Regions from separate parts of the Capsicum annuum genome. Here region 1 is linked to region 2. A link is a contact called in public Hi-C data. All regions are on one chromosome and are shown on one strand. The core of a region is the stretch at or near the end of the contact, and the rest is flanking DNA. Distances in the headings are between cores, read along the strand shown. Region 1 holds the start of LOC107852187 (probable pre-mRNA-splicing factor ATP-dependent RNA helicase DEAH5). Region 2 overlaps LOC107877905 (K(+) efflux antiporter 4-like).

What was found. Hi-C and Micro-C count contacts between places; a contact is called where the count stands out from the background.
Region 1: a contact with region 2 is called in a Hi-C map of leaf, with 3 times the contacts expected there. The contact joins the promoter of LOC107852187 here to the enhancer-like site in region 2. A contact is called at or near these places in 2 of 5 Hi-C or Micro-C datasets (leaf and placenta).

The regions. Positions count from the first base shown.
Region 1 is chr7:112,082,414-112,086,439 of UCD10Xv1.1, reverse strand. It overlaps LOC107852187 (probable pre-mRNA-splicing factor ATP-dependent RNA helicase DEAH5), which reads right to left and starts at 2,506. Exons shown (of 2, transcript XM_016697245.2): 1 at 1-2,506. The coding sequence starts at 2,366.
Region 2 is chr7:111,735,740-111,739,785 of UCD10Xv1.1, reverse strand. LOC107877905 (K(+) efflux antiporter 4-like) reads right to left here. Exons shown (of 20, transcript XM_047393657.1): 19 at 3,435-3,524; 20 at 2,766-3,344. The coding sequence ends at 3,339. Among protein-coding and RNA genes, the nearest start is that of LOC124885757, 14 kb to the left of the region's middle. Within about 2 kb of position 2,630, at least 3 of the 5 cell types and tissues checked have an H3K27ac peak or open chromatin away from gene starts, as enhancers often do. A contact at or near this core is called in leaf, where this site is marked.

The sequences.
Region 1 (4,026 bases), core at 1,257-3,756, 350 kb before region 2:
CTGGACTGCATTTCACTGGGCAAGGCACTATAGACAGGTAGTATGATCAGTTCAGGAACATTTTTACCTAGCCCTTTCATCCTCTCGTAGAGACACTGACAAGCATAATCAATCTCCTCTTGACCAGTCAAGAAGAGGAGGATATCACCTTCAGGTTCCGTCAAGTGGATCTGCATAACAGTAATTAAAGCCGCATCAAGATAATCACTTTCTGGCTGCTTTGTGTATAGTATCTCGACTGGAAAAGTTCTTCCTGGGATTGTAAAGATGTTGCAGTCAAAAAAATAGCCAGAAAATTTCTCTGCATCCAAAGTTGCAGATGTGACAATTAGACGAAGGTCAGGTCTCCTCTTCATAAGCTGCTTAAGCAAACCAAAGAGAACATCAGTGTGAATTGTTCTTTCGTGTGCTTCATCAAGCATTATGACTGAATACTGGGATAAATTATCATCAATCAGGATCTCCCTCAGAAGCATACCATCAGTCATATATTTGATAACAGTTTCTGGCCCAGTACAATCTTCAAAACGAATAGCATAACCAACCTCTTCACCTAATCGACAACCAAACTCCTCAGCAACTCTCTTAGCCACTGACATTGCAGCCACTCGACGAGGCTGAGTACAGCCAATTTTTCCCCTTGTTGTATACCCTGCCTCGGCTAGATACTGTGTCACCTGTGTTGTCTTGCCAGAACCTGTCTCACCAATGACGACCAGGACCTGGTTATCATGGACAGCCTGCACCAGTTCTTTCTTCAATTTGTAAATAGGAAGACTCTGCCTCTGCTCCTGCAGGGATAACTTAGACCTCTGGCCGAAGGTCAAGGCTTTACCATAAGCATCCTTCTTCCATTCTGGCATGTCATAGGCAGACAAACCAACCCCCCTAAGCTCCTGTGCCAAATGCCTCTCACCTGTCTCTGGCATTGGGTCTTCCCATGGTCTGTTGAGATCCTTTGGGATGGAATCAAGCATCGTTCTCTGTTGCTGCTCCCTTACTTCCCTTCTCTCCTTTATCAGAGCTGATTGTAGCGCAGCAGCACGACTCAATGATCCTTCAGGGTTTTTGAAAATTTTAACAGGGGACATATCAACTGAATAACGACTCTGCCCTTGCAAGAAAGGGGGTTCGTCTTCATTCAACTCAACCTCAAGCTCTTCTTCAGCACCTTCTTCCTGATATAGCATTCCGTCCCCTTCTTCATCAAACATGGGATGTTCCTGCACCCCCAAAACACCTGCAGCAATAAGTTGTTTCGCTTCCCACTTTTCAGGTGAACTCATCCTCTTCAACGGTCTCCACGATGGAGCTGCATCCTCCTGCTCCATAATCCTGATTCCTGACAGGCCAATCCTGGTCTTAGAGCCTTCACCATTCATGCCTGAAGGATTAGTTCTCAACCCATCATCTCCAGAGCTCTTCTTCAATGGCAACAGATCCGTTCCTGTATTCTGATCAACATCTCTCATTGACAAACTCAGCTTCTGCCCACTAATAGAGATAACCTTCACAAAAACTTCCTGGTCTCGCTTTACTAAATCTTTGGCATTACTGACCCTTCTAGTAGCAAGTTGTGAAACATGCACCAAGCCTTCTTTCCCTCTACAATCATTCAGTTGAACAAAACAACCAGAATCCATCACCCTTGATACCCTCCCCTTGTATACTGCATATAACTCTGGCTCATCCACATGATCCCTCAATTTTCTTCTATCATTCCAATCATAATCCCTGTCTTGCTCATGCTGATCTCTTCTACCCTTTGCATATGTATTATCATCTTTATCCCTGTCCCTGTCCCTGTCCCTGCGCCTTTCTGAAGCTCTACGTTCAGATCTACGATCATGATAATCATCTCTATCTCGATCCCTATCCCTATCCCTATCCCTATCCCTATCCCTGTCTCTACCCCTTTCTCTTCTAAAATCTCTATCCCTCTCTCGCCTCCTATCATGTTCTTCTTCCTCACCATCTCTCCTCTTACTCTTGGCCTCCAGCTCAATCTCCTTCTCCAATTCCTTAACCCGTTCTCTATTATCTTTTATCTTCAGAGCTGAAAACTCGGAATCGTCTTCATCCTTGTTCAAATCTTTGTCCGACTTGGACGTCGCATTAGGAGGCAAAATAGCATGGATTATAGTTAGCAATGTTCTAACGAAATAATCTGGCATTTCAGCACCACTTTCTTTCAATTTAGCATCAAATTCATCTACTGTTAAGCAATTTTTACCAAGTTCAGTTATAAATTCAGCTAAAACCTTATCACCAAACCCTAAATGTGCCTCCAATTCGGAACATACCTTAGATATTAGAGAGAGGTATTCCAATTTCTTCAACTCATTTTCTTCAACATCGGCTCCCATCCTTCAAAGTTCAAACTCACGAAGAAAAATATGAATAGGACTTGGTTGTTATTGATCTATGGAATAAGGTGTTTCGTGTTTCTCTTCTGCTACGTGATAGAAGAAATGAATTGGGCTTATAACACTGGTGAGGTGTGTTGCGTTACAGATATTTTGACCCAATTAAGCCATTATTTAAATTAATTTATCAAAATAATAAGGACCGTTTCATTATAAAAATATTTCACTTTTTTTTAAAAAATTATTTTATTTTAGTGAAAATTGAGGTATTTGACTACGAGAATTTTAAATCTAATTCCACACTTTTTTTCAAATTTCAACTTCAACTTTATTTATTATTACAAATAACTCCATTTTTATATTTTTACAATAAAACACCCTACTAATTTCATTCATTATTCAGAGTTAAATGTCTAACTACCACAGTGTCTACTTCTTCTTACTTCTATTGATAAAAGACCCCAAAAAGCAACTTTAATTTTATTCGTCCTTCCTTAAAATCTCCTCGTGATACAACAAAAAGCAACACTTTATGCAATACCAACAACAAATGCAATATTATTGTCTCCTCTCACATTTGATTGTATTTTGTAGGTAAATTAGTTAAGTTGGATGATTTTGACAGTTAAAAATTGGGAGTATAAAATTATATTTAAAAAAGTCTTTCAAAAGTTCAAATAAAATGTTAAAAAGATATAGTCAAACACAACTTCAACTTCAATTCTAATGTCAACTCTAACTTCAAAAAAAATCAATTTTCATGATCAAACGCCTACTAAATATTTTGAAAATTTACAAAAGTAGAATAAACGTAGTTTATAGTAACATATTCGGTATTATTTTATTCAAAAATATCAATGGACAAACAACTAATTTTTAACAGTGTTAAATATAAATATGTTACTAGGAGTAACTTTTTATAAGTAATTTGTTATCCAAAGTAATGAACCTGTGTGACTCTACTACCATTGATATTAAAATTATTATCATGAATCACATTTTACAGTTAAATTGTTACTACCATTAACGATTCTATCGAATCCATTTACGGGCATAGAGGATAGAGAGGAAGAAGATATGGCGTCGAGGAAAAGAAAAAGAGAAATTAGTTGCAAGAAATTCAAATACTCAATTAATCATGTGAAAGATAACTAACAAGACATTAGATATTGACGGTGAGTAAAGTTCATAGGTTAACATATACTTTGCTAATTTAAAAAATTAACATGTTATAATAGATTATTTACTATTAAGTGCATAACTTAAATTCGGTAAATTAACATAATATATAACTAAATTTAATATTTTAATTTAGAACGAGAAAATCATTAATGAAAAAGGTTTTAAAAAATGGTAATTTTGTGAGTATCAGATAAGCATTAAATTTTATTTCTTCTAAAATGATTAAAACTTAATAGGATATTTTAGACGGTCCAAAATCTATTTTAAACAGGATTTGTGAGTATCACTATATAAGTATGAATTCAATAGAACCGTTACTGACCGTAACGATTTATCAATAACACTTGATTTATAGTAACGAATTTAACATCAAATTTAGCACAACGATTCTAAGGTGTCAGAGTCGCAGAGTTTCGTTACTTACGGTAACAAATTGCTTATAAAACGTTACCCCCAGTAATGTTTTTATATTTAACAC
Region 2 (4,046 bases), core at 1,381-3,880:
ATCTCAGATTCCTTATTCCTTAAGGGAGTCCCGATAGGGATCTTAGATTAGTAAGTTCACCGGTTACGAGCGAAAGGCATGACTTCGGTAAAGATAGGCTTTAACATGTTTTAAAAGAAGATAAACAAACTGAAACTGATAGTACAAAATATTCTTTTAAATAAACCCTATAATAATTCTATTATTGCTAAGAAAATTAGTCCCCTCAAATTTGAGGGCCTAAGGCGGGTGCCTAATTTCTTAAGGCATGGAGTCGCCCCTGGATAAATGGTACATATATACCATCCGTCATACTTTAGATGCACATATGCTCCTTTCGTTAATGAAATGGTACGGATATGCCTCTCACACTAATGGTAGGGACATATGTATATCCAAAGTATGACCGAGGATATATACGTACCATTCATTTTAATTTTTTTATTCAAATAACTGATCCAAATCCACTGTCCAACCCAATAAACCCATTGAACCCCATTTCAAACCAACTCAATCCGACCTTTTTTTTTTTTGTTCCAAATTTGATACTCCCTTTGTTTTTTCTCTTAAACATGAACCCCAATCAAATTGATGTGACTGGTCATTGTTGGTAGTTTATTTACTGGCTGGAGGGAGTTGTGATTAGATCAGAGATGGTGGCCGGAGCTAGGGGTGTGGTGATGGTTCATCAGTGGGGTATTTTTTATTTGACGAAGACGGTGGCTATGTGGTGTTGACTAGTGGTAGGTAGTATTTTTCGGATAAAATTTCCCTGGAAGTTGAAACTTGAGGAGTTATGGGTTAATGATTTAAAAAAAAATTAACAATAGTGGGTGTTACTGTACTATGTGCGTATATCAATCATATAGGGGTGGAAAAAACACATATGTTAGATTGTCGTCTCTTGAATTTTAATTAAGACCGGATCAGATAGTGGGTTTGAATTAATTATTTAGGATAAAAAAATAAAATAAAAAAGAATATATACATACCATTTCATTAACGACAGAGGTATATGTGTACTCAAAATATGATAGAGGTTATATACATATCATTTATCATAGTTCGGAGATATATTTATTCCTTTTTCATTTATTTTGCTATTCAAAAATCTGAAAAGTTTGACATTTACTAAACTGATAGGACAAACAGAAGACATTTTTCACACCCTAAAGGCTCATGTGTATCAATGCACCTTCAAGCAAATTACAATGATGCACTTAAGCAAATTACAAATTACAGATGTAGTTGTCCGAACCAAAGACATGCAAATAATAGTGATAGGCAATAGCTAAAATGTATTTTTATTTGTAACGTTATATTATGTACTTTCTTTATTAGTTTGCTTTTTAATTTATCAGTTGTTGTTATGAACTAAAAGACTTATTTTAATCATATTATTTTATAAGATTTTATTATGTGTCAATAGTTTAAATAATTTATGCTCGATTGAAGTTAACTAAAAAGATAATTTATGCTTGACCTTTTATTTAACTTATATTATACTATATTGTAAGTGAGAAGCCCCCAAACCAAAATTTGAATTAAAATTTTGTGAGTTTATACTATTCTTTCATTAAAAGTGCATGCTCTTTTTTATGTCACTCAACAATTTCTTATAATTTTTCACCTCAACTTAATAATGGCACTGTATTGCATGTCCATATATGGAGTAACGAAAAATTAATGTTGAAGGTATACAAAAATCATTTGTGGGAGAAAACTCTCTATTTAAGAATATCTTATAATTTGCTTGAAAGTGTATTGATGGACATGAACTTTTAGGGTGTAAAAAAGTCATCTCCTATTGTCCCATCAGTTTAGAAAATGATGGTTTTTTCATTTTTAAATAACAAAATAAATACTGAAGTAGTCTTTTCATTTTTGAATAGCAAAATAAATACTGAAGGTGCATTAAAGGAGATGAACCTTTCTTAAAAATGTAAAAAATTCACTAAAGGCTCATAATTCTAAGAGCACCTTCAGTATAAATATATTTAACAAATCTCTTTTCAAACGTGAAAAGTACACACTAAAGGTGTTCCATTGTCCATGCATTTTCACCATTTTAATCATGAAAATTTTGACAAACTCATTTATTATATTTGTCCCTCATTAACTCCATTTTGATCCAAAATTCTAAAATTGGTGTTCTCTGACAGGATAATATTCCTGATTAGAGAGAGAGAACTCTTCACTATTTGCTTTGTGAATTTAACCTTGAGATCAAGATCTAAACAGTGAGGTGTGCAACTGAATCAGACACTGCAGAATTTAAAAAGAATGCTGAGGTGAAGTTGTAGGGTTCGAACAAAACAAGGGAAGAGAACTGAAGTAAAACGACACTCCATATTTAAAAGTCCATTAGCTTTCATTTCATTTACTTTTGATTTCTTTCTGTTGCTTCAAACCAATCAAGCAAATATATCAAAAACAATACTGTCATTAGATAACACGATTCTTGCTTCATACAAGGTCTTGGCACAGAAAAACAGATGGTGAGAATCTTAACACACCTCCAAAGCTACGTGGTTATTACTGCAGCATACAGCTTTCAAATAGTAATATACGAAGACGCTCTTAATATGTTTTCAGGCAGCAAAGGTAAACTTGGCAAATTCATTTGTGCTCTGTCTTTAGCATTGCCAGTTGGATATTCCAGTAGCAGCTTTTCATTCTGAAGTGAAAACTTTGAAAACTACGTATGCCAAATAAGATCAGCTGGAGTTTTGATGCTTTGTTAGGGGAGGGATGTGTCAGTGGCAAGGATGAACAGGGTGTTGGAGTTGCATGGAATTGTATGCACTGGTTACTCCACATGAAAATTTCAGGATCAGTTGTGTACATACAACTACAATTCTTACAATAATGTGTGATCGATCATCTATTTACAGTGTGATGGGGCTATTTTGACACGACCCCGAAAAGAACAAAACTAAAATCAAACTAGAGAATATAAACAATTGCATTACAGATGGACATGATTTGTATGTAGCACCTACTAATGGGGAAATAATGACGTATTAAAAATTAAATGCCACAAAACGTTCGCAGATAGGTCAAGTGCTCTGAATTTTGCGACCTCTCCGATGTATCAAAGAAGACTACCCAATTGTTGCTGCATAGGAGCTTCATGATTATGAACTGTCCAGTTAGTCGACTCTTCTTTTACACTCGTGTCTTCTAGCATCAGAATGTCACCAGGTTAAATTGATATCTGTTTTTGCTGCTTCATATTTTTTTATTTAACTATCATGAATCATGGGATCCTTGGAGCAGTACACTGATACGCTTAGAACTGTCAGTGCGTAGGATATCTCCCTTGGGTCCAATCTGGAAGAAGAATCATTTCCACGATCTCAACTCTTAACACAGGTAAGCATTCAAGGGAAAATATAACCAAGTGAGCTGATAAAACTGCAAAAGACCAGTCATTCTTTACATGGGAAAGTTACCTCACTTGGAGTTTCAGGTGAGAACCACCGCAGTAGTACTCCAAGATGCACCACAGCAGGAATTAGCTTGAAAAGGAAAGGTGTGGTCACCTGTAACATTGATTTGGAGCACTCACATATCAGCATAGAAATAATAATAAAATACAAAATAGAGCCATTAAACTTATTACTGTTAAACCTTTCCCAAAATCCCCATACTGGCCCATTTAATAACTCATTAAACTCGTCTTCATCACAAAATTATTAGTTTAGTTGTCAAAGACACATCGCAGCAATATTTATTCAATGTTTGGCTGCTAACTCTAGACAAACATTATAGATATATATAAGAGAAGATGTTGCACTTTTGGTAGTCCTCACAAGGGCATTTTTGGTATTCTAATTTTTATGGTCAAATAAGGTTCTTGAACATAGCAAGTAATTGTGGTTTTTCTTATATATTTTCATTTTTGCCCTCATTCTTCTTGTTAAGATCATTGCATTTGGATTTTTGCAATTGGTTTCTTCTTACCACTTGTTAGATTATTTTTTAATTAAAATTTCCTTCATAATCAACAATAACTTTAACTCAAAAAAATTATTTAAGATAACTTAATACAAAATTAAATTTTG